Regions from separate parts of the Mus musculus genome. Here region 1 is linked to region 2. A link is a contact called in public HiChIP or PLAC-seq data. All regions are on one chromosome and are shown on one strand. The core of a region is the stretch at or near the end of the contact, and the rest is flanking DNA. Distances in the headings are between cores, read along the strand shown.

Region 1 (6,847 bases), core at 215-2,714, 240 kb before region 2:
ATGTAGCTCTATGTAGACTGCACACCGACAGATAAATGTTAAGATGTTTTTGGCAGGACTAGAACTTTTTTTGTTTTGAGACAGGATTTTTCTGTGTACCTCTGGCTGCCCACCTCTGCCCCCTGAGTGTCAGAAGTCTTTAGAGACAGAGTTTCTCTGTATAGTCCTGGCCTACCTCTGCCTCCCAAGTGCTGAGAAGAAAGGCATGTGCCACCATGCCCAGCCTTCACCAGGAGTATTAAACAGCCCTTAAGGAATTCTGTATACTCTCTGGTAGAGTTCTGGAAGACTAGGCGCTACAGTAGCTTTTTAAAATGTCTTAGAAACAATTTGTTACATTTCACTACAAAGTTGCTTTGGTGAATCCATTTTTTTTTTTTTTTTTTTTTTTGGTTTTTCAATACTGGTTTCTCTGTATAGTCCTGGCTGTCCTGGAACTCACTCTGTAGACCAGGCTGGCCTCGAACTCAGAAATCTGTCTGTCTCTGCCTCCCAAGTGCTGGGATTAAAGGTGTGCAACACCACTGTCCGCCTGTGAATCCATTTTCTTACTAACTTCAGAATGCCTTGTTATAGAAGGTGGTGGGTTGATTGATTTAAATTCATGAATACGATACACAATTAGACTATATTAGGTAAAGCCCCAAATATCCCAAGTCCCCTGGAGTGCAAGTTTTCATTGTAGTCATTCACATGGAGACACAATTTGTTCCAGTTTGAAACCCTGTGTGATGAGGAGTGGACACGGAGTGAGATGATGACAAACAATATTTGGTTGGTGATGGGGTGGAAAAGTAGAATTCCAGAAACGATTGGGATTTATGGTGGAGGCTGGGAGCGAACCCTCTTACTCGGAACAAAATTTGTTTTGTTTTTTATTTTGCTTTTTTATTTTGCTTACCACATGCCAGAGCCTATTCGTGTCTCCTCCGGATGGGTGCTGGTCCATGATAAGTCCCTTCATAATAATCTAAGGAACTCGAGCTGCCCTTACTTCCGACCTCCTTCCTCCGAAGCCAGCTGGAGGCGGGAGCGAGCACCGGGAGGTGGCGAGGCGCTGCCCGCCGTGCGGAGCACACATCTGCCGCGTTCTCCCTGGAGCGTCTGTCAAGGCGTGGGAGGAAAACAAGCTCGGAGCCGCCAGGCTCCTCTCGGGGCCAAAGTCTCCCGAAACACACCGTCCCCGTCCCCACGGCGGTGCGGGCCCTGGGGCGTGGGGAGCGGGGACAACTTCGGGGGAAGTCCAGGACCGCGGCTTGGGGGTCCCCGGAGCGGAGGAGGCGGGGCGGGGCGCTCCGGACCCCGGGCTCCGGCCGCAGTTCTCCCGGCGGCCTCGCGGGGGCGCCGGCGCGGCCGATCAGGTGACCGAGCGCCGGTCCCGGCTGCGGGAAGCCGACTCGTTCTCAGCCGCCGCCGCCGCCGCCACACCTAGCGGAGGAGCCGGGAAAGGCGGCCCGGGAGTGGGGGGTGTACTGGGGCGGAGAGCGCCGCGGGTGGAGGCGGAAGGGCGGCGGGCGGAAGCGAGCGCCGCGGCTGCTGTGTCACGGCGCGGGTGGGCGCACGGCATGGGCGCGCCGCGCTGAGGCGGAGGTCGCGGGCGGGCAGGCGGGCGGGCCTGAGGGAGGCGGCGAGCCGGGGAGTAGCGCGCCCGGCGGCGGTGGCGGCGGCGGCGGCCGCACCATGTCGCGCTCCGTGCTGCAGCCCAGTCAGCAGAAGCTGGCGGAGAAGCTCACCATCCTCAACGACCGGGGCGTCGGCATGCTCACGCGCCTCTACAACATCAAGAAGGTGCGCACGGGCCGGCGAGGCCGGGCGGGGTGCGGCGGGGGAAAAGGCCGCGGGCGCCAGCTCGGCCTGCTCGCGCGGGGCCTCCGGGATGCGCCGCGGCCTAGAGTGAGCCGCGGGGCGGGCAGGCGGGAGCCATTTCCCGGCTCCCGGCGGCGGGAACCGGCCGGGCCGCGCATGGCCGCCGCGGCGCTCTGGTTTGCGGGGAGGAAAGGAGGGCGCGCGGCCTTCCCGGGCTGCGGCGAACGGGCCCGGGGTTCTTGGCTTGCGAGTGTGGGAATGCGGCGATCGACCCTCTGGTCCCCACTTGGCCACTTGATTTTTCGTTCCCTGAATCAAGCCCCTCACCCCCACGACAGCGTGTTGACGTTTGGGATAATTTCATTTTGAAGATGGACCGGAGGGGGAAGTGAGGGTGGAACCGGTTTTCGTCTGAAATACTTGTAGGCTGTGAGTCACTAGAACAGGAATAACCACCTTTACTCCCTACTCCTCCTCATTTTAGTTTTCCCAACCCTATCTGATTAGCACCAAAGCACCATTCCTTAAAGTACAATGGCTGTATAAAATAAAGACCGAGTGTGCTCCCGTTGCTATCTCCTTCGCAACATAGTACGAGGATTTGAGCAACTAGACAGTGGACCCATTGAAAATCTGAGTGTCTTCAGATTAGGGAGTGGAAGGCTGTATCGAAGTGAAGAAAAGTAGATCTAAAGGTGGAAAAGGATTGCCATTAATTTACCTTAGAGGGAAACAACCTCAAATCCATTTATTTTAAGCCTCACTGAATTTGGTAAAGAGAAAAAGTTTCCTTTTGGTACACTTTATACCAGTCCATCCTTGCGGGGTTCTGTGTATCTGTGTCTTTTCTTTAATAATCTTGTTTATAAAATTATATATGTGTGTGTGTGTGTGTGTGTATCTATCTATCTATCTATATATCGTGAAATATACTTTTGACCATATCAAAAGGATATAGGTTGCTTGTGAGTATCCTGAAGATTCTTTTTAAAATTTAGAATCAAAGCATTCCAGTATAAACTTGTTTTATTCAGTTTATACAGTTAGCTTTTGACACTGCAATTCTGAAGCACACTCTCTAAATGAATAATAGTAAACGTTGGGAATGGGATAGCTGTGTTGTTCTGGTTACTCACTTGGCTTTAATGATTGTCTCTACACCCAGCACAGTTTGGAGCTAGGAAGAACCCATTGCGTTTGTGCCATGACCATGACATCCACCCCTTGATCGTAACTTCATGGGGGTTGGAAGAATTAAGCTTGTATACGTTGCAGTGATGAGAGCCTTTGAATTTCACTGCTTAAGAAATTTGGAAATTAAGTTCTATATGCGAAACCCCAGCAAGTCAAATGTTCCTAAAAGCTACCAGACCTGTGGTTTTGTGGTTAGAGGAAATGGTTATGATGGTTTCTAGAAGAGGAAGTGAGAGTAACCTTAAAAGTGATTTGAGTATTTGAGTAAAATACTGTCTTTAATTTGGCCAAGTCACTAAACATTTTTATAGTATAAGTATAAACAAACTTTGATACTTTAATTCCATGGGTAATAGTAAGTGGAATTCTAAGCATTTAAACTTCGGATTCCAGATCGCTGCCTTTTCTCAGTGTTTCTCACTTCCTGTTTTGAGAAACTTCATTCAGGCTCTTGTGTTGACTAGAATGGAAAATGCGTGAATGTGATTGACCTAATTGCCAAGCATTTGAGTTACAGAAATGCTGTATATTTCAGCACGTACATATTTTTTATAGCTTTTTGAAATATTTTTTGCCTCCTTGGCTTCTGGGTTCCTTATGGGAAGAGTAATATTGAGGGCATTATCTAGCTCACAAGGCTTTGATCAGAGCTGGCTGAAATTGACAGTGTTCATGTTAAATGCATCTGATGTTTATTTTGTGAGAGGAAGAGAGAGCAGATGTGTGTGGAGGTTAGAGGAGAGCTTGTGAGAACATTCTTATTCCACCTCAGAGGGTTCCTGGGACCATCAGGCTTAGCTGCAAGTGCCTTTCTGCTCTGAGCCATTTTGCTGGCCTTTTAGGTTGACTTTGAATCCTTTAGCCTGTGGAATTGCCAGCCTACCTCTTCCCAGCTGGCTACAGAGTGAAGCATTTGTTCAGATATCTTGCCAAAGAAGCAAGATCTGTTCCCCATGTGCGTATAAGGTTCATGTTATCTACGTTATTATGACAGTATAAATCACATAATCTTTCATTTACTTTTATTTTTTCTTTTAGATTTTAAAGCTTTATAAGCATGAGTGTTTGGAATGCATGTATCTCTGCAGCATGTGTGTGTGCCTGATGTGCACCAAGGCTAGGAGAAGGTATTAGATCCCCTAGAATGGAATTCAAATGGTGGTGAGCTTCTAAAGCTGGAATAAATGATCTTACACATAGTCCCATCTTTCCTAGTCTAACATCTCCCACTGTCTCAAGTCTTTCACAATCCTACTTAAACACTGCATTTTGTTAGCTAGCTTCACATCTCTCCCATTGAGATGAGAATGTCTCAACACTGGAATAATACACCTGGTACTCCAATGCTAGCGAAAACATTCAGTAGATGGATTAATAGGGAGGAAGCTGTCTCAACATTGACATTACCTAAAAGATTAGCTTATAAGGCCATTCTTTTAAGAGTTATTTGAAATTATCATATATACAGATATATTTACACATTAACAATTTAAGATTTATGAAGTTTGATATTATTAAAATACTACAGTTTTATACTTTAACTATGTAAGTAATATATACATGTAATCATATGTACAGATCTATTTACACATTAACAATTTAAATATTAAAATATTACAGTATTGTACTTTAACAAAGAATAGTTCATCATTGTCTAATTATTTGACAAATTAAGTCTAATTAAGTATACTAAAAAATATACAAGTATACCAAAACCTACAATATTGTTAAATTCTTAGAATCAACTCTTTTTTTTTTTTTTTTTTTTTTTTTTTTGGTTTTTCGAGACAGGGTTTCTCTGTGTAGCCCTGGCTGTCCTAGAACTCACTCTGTAGACCAGGCTGGCCTTGAACTTAGAAATCCGCCTGCCTCTGCCCCCCAAGTACTGGGATCAAAGGTGTGCGCTACCACTGCCGGACCAGTATCAACTCTTAAAATCTTAAGAGCTTACTATATTCACTAACAAATGCAATATTGAAAACAGTGGGTGAAAATTTTAGGTGTGTGGTTACTATTAATTGAACTATTACTTTACTATTAATGAAACAAACTTAGGTTAGTTGTGATTCCTGACTGCATTTCTTGTGCTGCAGGTTACATAGTCTTTCATTGTACAGGTTAATCTTTGATCTTGTGATGTCATACCCCAGATAGTGCTGGGAACCAAGTCCCAGAGCCTGGGCATGCTAGAAATGGACTACTGCCAAGCTAAGTTCCCAGCCTCACTGTTTGTCCTTCAAAATGAAAATTACAGAAGAAAATTTTTATCTCATTGGTTCTCTTCATTCTAATTTTATGTTTTAAGTATACTCCCCATTTTAAGCAAAATGCCCTATTTATTTCGGTTAGTTTTACTTATGCTCTTTTATCTTGTACACGTTAAAATGCACCAGGGACTAAACCTTAACCTTAACCATAGAGGGAGCTGAGGAGACCACGGCGGGGCTGGCTACACGGGCCTGAGAACTGAGTTTATACCCAGTGCTGACCTAAGATGCCAGGGTTTTGATCCCAGCCCCAGGGAGAGAGAGACAGGTGGATTCCTGGAGCTTGGTAGCCACCAGCCAGCCTAACCTAATAGGCCAGCCTGAACCTCCCCAGGTTCCTGTGAGAGACCATGTCTCCAAAAAAAAAGTAACTCCTGAGGAATGACACCAAGGGTGACCTCTGGCCGATATGTGTGCCTGCATGTGCACATACCTTCAATTAACCCACTAAAATTCCACAGGAAAAATAACTGTAATCTGCAATGTTGTTACAAAATATATCTTACTAAAGAAATTTGAGTTAAAATTTTAAATTCTTTCTCCTTTAATACATCACAAGTGCAAACAGAAATCTCCATTCATAATTACAGAAAACATGATGAAAATGATCTTTCCATCCAGGTCCATAGATTTCATCACAAGTAGTCCACAATAAAAAGGGAAATTATTCCTGTGCTAGTACATTTCTGTAAGATTACCACATATTAGTTTTAGTTACATATTCCTTTCAGATGTAAAAAGTGAATTGGATCTATTCATAGCCAGGTTTCTAAAGAAGCTACTATGCATATTTTAGAAGCAGTGAGTTGGCTCAGTGAGCAGAGGCATCATGACTTCAACCAGGCATGGTGACCTGAGAATAATCCTTAATATATGTATGTATATACACATACATACATATATGTACATATAACACACATATATATATAATAGCTGGGAAGTGGTGGTGAACACTCAGGAGATGAAGGCAGGCAGATCTCTGAGTTTGAGGCCAGCCTGGTCCATGCAAGTTCCAAGATAGCCAGGGCTGCACAGAAATCACTGTCTACAAACAAGGAGGAAGAAAAGAGGTGCACAGCTGTCTTCTGACCTCTACGTGTACTCCATGGCACATGTGAGCTTCGTCCCCCACCCCCTTACATACACAAAATAAATCAATTAGAAGGTTTTTGAAGTGGAGAGATGGCTCAGCAGTTATACGCACCAGCTACTCGTCCGTCCGGAGCGTCACGGTTTGTTACCAGCACCCACTTGGTAACGGACAACTGTTCTTAACGTCAGTTCCTGAGGATCTGACACTCTCTCTGGCCTCTAGCGGTCCCAGGCATGTCCGTAGTGCACAGGCAGGAATGGAAAATGATCAGTAGACCGATCAAAAAAAGATACGAAATATGTAATAAAATACCTTAGCTAATACCGTGAGTGTGTGTGTGTGTGTGTTGAAGGTCAGGGACATCTTGGGGGGTGGGGGGAGGTTCTTTTCATCCATCATGTGGGTGCTAGGAATTGAACTCTATACATCAGGTCTGGTGGCAAGAGTCTACCACCTGAGCCATCTCTCTAACCTTAGAATTTTTTTT
Region 2 (6,827 bases), core at 1,460-3,959:
ATATCTGCTCCTTATATTTAACAGCTAATAGGTATGGCCATGCCAGTTGGTAGCTGACACTGTGTCCCTTGCTCTGAATCCTTCCTAACCTGCTGCACTGGCAGGTGTCCAATCCACTTCGCTTTAACCTTTCCCACATGTTCATTTGTCTTAAAGACTTTTCTCTGATTCTGAGAATACTTAACTGCTGACATGTAACCTGCCTTTTCCATTGAGTTCTTTAGGATTTATTTAAGCTGGTAAAGATTTTTCAGTGCAGTTTTGAACCCAGGAATTAAACATGGGAGGGAAGTGCTCACTTGGCTTGGCTTATTTGTAGTGCTCTGGCATTTCACTATTCCATTTCTAAATATTGTTACATTGCTTTTTTTTTGTCAATCTGATAAATTTTGGTAGGAAAGATATCAAAATTTTGATTGAGCTTGTATTTTCTTGACTAGTGAAGCCAAACATTTCCAGTCTTATGCATCAAAAACCAGGCTTTCTTTTCCTTGCCACCTTTTTCTTTAACACTTTAGTTTTTGAGTTAAAACATTCACATTACAGAAAGGATATAAACTTTTATGTATTTAAATAGCTATAATCATCATCCAGTCATGACTACTGTAGTGGTCTGAATAGGTTTGGCCTCCATAGACTTATATGTTTGAATATGCTTAGCCCAGGGAGTGGCACTAATTAGGAGGTGTGGACTTGTTGGAGTAGGGGTGGCCTTGTGGAGGAAGTGTGTCACTATGGGGATGGGCAATGAGACCCTCCTCCTAGCTGCCTGGAAGACAGTCTTATTCCTGGCTACCTTCAGATCTAGATATAGAACTCTTGGCTCCTCCTTTAGCACTGTTTGCCTGGACACTGCCATGCTTCCTATCGTGATGATAATGGGCTGAACCTCTGAACCTGTAAGCCAGCCCCAATTAAATGTTGTCCCTTATAAGAGTTGCCTTGGTCATGGTGTCTCTTCTCAACAATGGAAACCCCAACTAAGATTGCTATGCTTACATCATCTATACCTCTTCAATTTCTATTTTTATTCCAACATTATAAAGTTTCACATTCCATTCAGAAGTATCAGAATATATTTTAAATATAACATGTCGTCACCCACATAAGCACTCTGTCACTTTCACATATTAAAAATGAGCAGCTCCTTTAAATTGGATATCCTATCTGGACAAATCATCTACTCTAAGCTGACAAATATAAGGAAATCTAAATAATAATAAAGACTGTAGAAACTTAAAAGTATGTTACAAAAGTATAAAGACTTAGATAAAATAGAAACTTATGTAAGTATTTTATGAAGTCAATTACATGCCAGAATAAATACATACTGGAGTCTGGTAAACAAAATCTTGCATATCATAAACCTTCTACGTATCTATTTATAATTCAAGTACAATTTAGTAGCTTGTTGAAACTGTTTCAACATTACTGCTATAAATGGGTATGCATCTGAGAAGTCGTTTTAATATTTACCATGTTGCAGAGTCCTTCATGAATTGTACAGTCTAAGGTACCAACTTTGAGTTGACCGTAGAGCAGTGTTGATGCTTTCCGTAACTCTGGCAAAAGCGCACGACATGGCGGACACCACTGGGAAGAGAGGGGTAAGGATGAGCAGCCAGACTCAGGAAGGGAGGAGCTGCACGGCCCCTGCTACTGACACACAGTCCAGTGGCGCGTTCTGCCTGTCACTGTCCTGGGAGAGCCCAGAAGGAGTGGCAAGGCCGGGACAACTCTAGTACTAGCCTTCATGTTGTCAAGAAAAAGGCTTTTTGAAACTTGACAGATAAAAAGAACTCACAGGGGCAAAGAAGTCAACAAGCCATGGTTCCTTGTCACTTGCAGGGAAGTTCTGAGGTCCAAGTGTGGTAACATGAGAATTAACACTTTCTTTGGCAAAAGCAAGTATATCGTATAGAATCTTCTTTCCTAAAATTTGAGAAAAATTAAAATACGTGCTGTCTTGTATCTAAAGAAACATCCCAATTTTTATATTTAAAATATTTAAGAAAGAAAGACGGGCCTATGGGTGTACCGGTTTTGGTGAGGTTTCTGTGTTCTCTACCTTCACCTTGGCCTGCCGGGAATCCCCGTCTACTCTATGTTCTTTTGTTTCTTAGACTAGTTAAATGACCAGACCTCTATGGTATGCTTTCTCACCATCAGAAGTACAACTATCACTTTAGAATTCTCTTGAATCCAAACTGTTACAAAATGTCCAGTGGGACCATGTACTTGATGTTGGAAACATAGTATCTCAATTGTAATGGGTTACATGTATTCTTTTCTCACACTGACTTGCTATGATCATTACCCAGGTGCCTAAATGGGACTTTCCAGAGGGATTCTTGTGTATGATTCTTGAATGATCGTGTCAATTCCATTTCCTGCCCTAGCACCATGCCTACAGCTACTGCTGTAGTCACACTAGTATTTTTGGCCTCAGCATTCCTGAATGAACCCGGTTTCCTATTGCTACCAGAGTTGCCCTTAAAAAAAAAAAAAAGAAAAAAGAAGAGAAAAAGAAACTTAAATGCTTTTAATGATTTGCTACAGTCCTTGGGCTGGCAGACCTTTCTTGTCTACAAGAGGCTCTATTTTTCCAAGTGTCTTGTGACTTATTGATTGAACAGTCAAAAGTAAGTTGAGCCCTGTGAGTCAGACATTTATATTGTCATGGCAAACAGAAAAAGAGAAAACGCCTCCTTTTAAGGTCATGGGCAACAGAAGTTAGTTGACCACTGTTTACATTGCGAGTGCCACGTGACAGTATACTCTCCTGCCCATTTTCTTGAGTGCTGGTGCTTGAACTGTTTCACACTTTTCTTTCTGACCACGGATTCTCTTTCTTTACTCACACTAACTCAAACTCACTCAGGCCCTAGCCATTAATATACAACTTAATGTCTTCATATTTGGCTTAAATTTCTTGCAGCCAACGTGTACATTCAACTGTGACCTGCACATTCTACTTCTGGTCAACTCTTAATTCAGTATCCTCTTCCACATGGAAAGATCCAATGACTCAAAGTACGTGTCACTAAATACAATGATGAGAAGTGCCTGACTCTTCTCGCTCTCTCTTATTTATTTATTTATTTATTTATTTATTTATTTATTTATTTATTATATGTATATGTATATGTAAGCACACTGACGCTGTCTTCAGACACACCAGAAGAGGGCATCAGGTCTCATTACAGATGGTTGTGAGCTACCATGTGGTTACTGGGAGTTGAACACAGGACCTCTGGGAGAATAGTCAGTGCTCTTAACTGCTGAGCCATCTCTCCAGCCCCTGACTCTTCCCTCTTAATTTCCTATTTCCTAACAATAACCAAATTACATTGAGCTTCCAAACGGTTGAAACTGGCCTACTGACCTTCATTATTTTTCTTGGCTACGATCACTTATCTATGGCATTTTCTATAGTCAACCTAAATGACTAACCAGCAGCTGCCTGACTTTTCTTTCCAATTTTGCTTCCTACCCACTCTGAGCAGCCTGTAACTTATCTAAAATCAAGTAAAATCAAGTATCATTCTGTTGTCTTTCACGATAAAATTCCAATTCCTTTCTCCAGAAGATCAGAGATAATCTGCATCTTTGTTTTCTTCAAGAATGAACTTTCTCATCTTTAAACTCCTGCTGGTTTAAGGCCAACAGGGCTCTATTATCTCAGGCCTGTGAATAAATCGACTCAGTATTTGGAATGTGTTTCACCTCTTCTCTGGGTAACCATTGTTTACATCTTACATGGAGATTACTTTTAGACCTTCCTCTGATCTCCCAAGATTGTTCTACCTCAGTTTTTTTTCATAAGTACACTTATTTTCTGATAGCCAGTTTCTTTCCAAGGCAGCTCCAGTGACATTTACTTCATGTACAAGTGCTGGCATATGTGACCAGTGGAATGTGACCGTGATCTTACGCGCTCCCAGGTTATAAGAGTCACTGCTCCTTCTGGCTGGCTTTCTCATTTTCAGGTTACTTCCTCTTGGGTTAGTTAGCTCCCACACTGTAAGTACCCCACAGAGCCACAAGAAGAACCACGGCCGCCTGCCACATGAAGCTTTTCAATGATCCCACACGCCATGCTGAATCCTCATGTGGTGGCTACAGCCAACCTTCAGATGGCCTTCATCTACCTTGACTGCAGGATCACAGAGAAACTAAGATAACCTGTTCCCAGACTCCTAACCAAGAAACAGTTGTTTGGGTAATGGATACTTCATCACACCCAAACATTTAAAAACTGTCCATTTACCTGTCTGCTTTCTTTCCAAGTCTATAAAATCTTTAGGGCACAGGTTAAAAAGAGCTCACTTGCCCCTCTCCCCATTTTGTGTATTATATACCGACACAAAGGTGCTGAGTGCAAAGTGTATTATAGTTTTTATTAACACAAAGAGAAGTGCTTATACATTCTGTGTGCTTCCTAGGGAAGAAGGGTAAGTTGTGAAGGTGTAATTTGGAGTTTGCTGACTCTCTGGAGGAATAGGAAGGAATACTTAAAATTCACAAGGTAGGGTCATGTGTGAGGGCATAAAGGACTGGAAGAACGTGACATGTCCAAGGATTCAAAAGGAGTTGAAACTAAGAATATTTGATGGAACGGAGGTTGGGGATGAGGCTAAGAACACAGGCGAAACAGGAATGAAAGCACCCCGCTCATTTAACAACTCTACACAGTTCCTACTATGTATATCTGGCATTATTCTAAGTGCTGGAGACAGAACAGTGAGCAAAACAGAGAATGCCATTGTTGCCATACTAAGGAGTGTGAAGTTGAGTCTTCAGAAGACTCAAAAGGCAGAGCAGTGGCATGAAAAGGCTGTGCTAGGTCCTAAGTGCAAACAGCAGGAAGCAGCTGTACACATAGTGAGGATGGACCGGAAACAAGGAGTCAGCAGAGAAGCTACGAGGAACACTTCACAGGTAACACATAACACATGTAACTCCAACCTGGGCACACTGCTCCAAACCTATACAGAGGGCAAGGCAGGAAGAGGGCAGAGGAAGAGGAGGTTCAAGGGAAGTTTCAGCTTGGGATACTTCGAGTTTCAGGCTAGCATGGCTCACAGTAAAACCTATCTTGCTGTGAGGCTCTAACAGCTTAGAGTCCTAAGCTTTGGTTTTTGAGTGAAGGCACATGTGCACATAAAAGTCTACTTGGCAGAGTTGGGGCAACTTACATACACTTTCAACTTCAGTCTTCCCTTCACTGGAAGCTATGAAGAAGCCAACAGTTCCCCTGTAGGAGGCCCTTATCTGACTGTCAACAGTACTGGGAGTCAGGGTCATCTCGTTACACTTCTGTTCACACAGTTCCTTTAGCCCAGTACTTCTCATCCTTCCTAATGAAATAACCCTTTATTAAGAGTTCCTCATGGGCCCCAACCATAAAATTATTTTTGTTGCTACTTTGTAACTATAATTTTGCTACTGTAATGAATCATAACTATTTTTAGAGATAGAGATTTGCCAAAGGGCTGGGACCAACAGGTTGAGAACTGCTGCTTTAGCCTAAAGGACCCTATTTCTTTTACTTCCATATTTGCTTTTAGTAGGTGAGCAGTTTATGCTCAATTCAAATATTGTCACTTGACCTATGCTATAGACAAATACTACTGGTCTTGTTAAGATTTATATATACTGAGCATTTTTCATGTTTTCCTTAGAGATCTCTCTCTTGTCCCTATCACACTGCCATCTAAACTTCTTCAGAGCACTGCTTTCATGGTCTGAATGAAAATGGCCCCCATAGGCTGACATATTTGAATATTTGGTTTCCAGTGTCTCGAACTATTTGGGAAGGATTAGGAAGAGTGGCATTGTTGGAGGTGTGTCATTGAGGTGGAATTTGAAGTTTGAAAAGCCCAGCCCAGGCCCAACCTCATTGTTCTCTCTCTTCCTGAAGCCCGTGGGGAGTGGATGTGAGCGAGCTCTCGGATTCTGCTCTAGCATCATGACTGCCTACCTCCACCCTCCATCATGGTTATGAACTAACCCTCAGAAACTGTAAGCAAGCCAATACTTTCTTCTAAGTTGTCTGGGAAATGCTGTCTGTTTACAGAAATAGACTGTTTCATGTCTTACAACTCTGTGACCTCTCACTTGAAGCAGTTCCATAGGTAAAGCTCAAGGGAGAGGCATCAGGTTAGTATCTGTTACTCATTTACCTGCATGTCTTCAGGACATCAGAAACATAATTCTGAATTCAAGAGACAAAGCAGTCAGGCCTGAGGTCTAGAGCAGGCATGGCGTGTGATATAGAGACCACAGGGGCTGTTTGCTTTGACAATAAACTAATTTCTACACAGTGATCTACCACTCTCAGATTTTTTTGCTAAAATAGTTATTAAAATGTTAAACAAATGACTATATATAATTCAAAATGTCTCTCCCTAAAGTTGTTAGTGAGAACAAATTTTTCATAATAATTGTGTCCACAAAATATAAGTCACAATATTTCTATTTGAAAGTCAAGATGAATTTCTGTAATTTTTCCTACCCTCACTGTGATGGATGGTCATCCCCAGGTGGTGGTGCTCGTTAGGGGGACTTAGGACTGTGGCCTTCTTAGAGGAAATGTGCCACTGGCACGGACTAGGAGAGTTGGAAGCCTCATGCCAATCCTAGCCTGTACTGTTTCCTGCTAGTAGGTCACGATGTGAGCTCTCAGCCGTCCCTGTGGCCATGCCTGCTGCCGCCGTGTGACCTACAGTGATGAGGATGGACTCTTTATTCCTCTGGGACCATAAACCTTCTTCCTAGAAGTTGCCCTGGTCATGGTGTTTAAAATAGCAAGAGAAAAGTAACCA

The links. HiChIP or PLAC-seq counts read pairs in DNA pulled down with a chosen protein or histone mark.
Region 1: a contact with region 2 is called in an HNF4G HiChIP or PLAC-seq map of pancreatic cancer cells. The contact joins the promoter of Nckap1 here to the enhancer-like site in region 2. A contact is called at or near these places in 6 of 39 promoter capture datasets (the 3T3-L1 cell line, cranial neural crest, embryonic stem cells and 3 more), 8 of 115 datasets of contacts at active chromatin or transcription factors (CD8 T cells, bone marrow-derived dendritic cells, embryonic fibroblasts and 5 more) and 3 of 9 other capture datasets (adipose tissue, liver and pancreatic islet).

The regions. Positions count from the first base shown.
Region 1 is chr2:80,575,799-80,582,645 of GRCm38.p6, reverse strand. Nckap1 (NCK-associated protein 1) reads left to right here and starts at 1,464. Exons shown (of 31, transcript NM_016965.3): 1 at 1,464-1,788. The coding sequence starts at 1,681. It also overlaps the pseudogene Gm13688.
Region 2 is chr2:80,335,578-80,342,404 of GRCm38.p6, reverse strand. Dnajc10 (DnaJ heat shock protein family (Hsp40) member C10) reads right to left here. Exons shown (of 23, transcript NM_024181.2): 14 at 1,805-1,932; 15 at 1,477-1,593. Among named protein-coding and RNA genes, the nearest start is that of Dnajc10, 24 kb to the right of the region's middle. Within about 2 kb of position 2,709, at least 12 of the 459 cell types and tissues checked have an H3K27ac peak or open chromatin away from gene starts, as enhancers often do. A contact at or near this core is called in extraembryonic endoderm stem cells and pancreatic cancer cells, where this site is marked.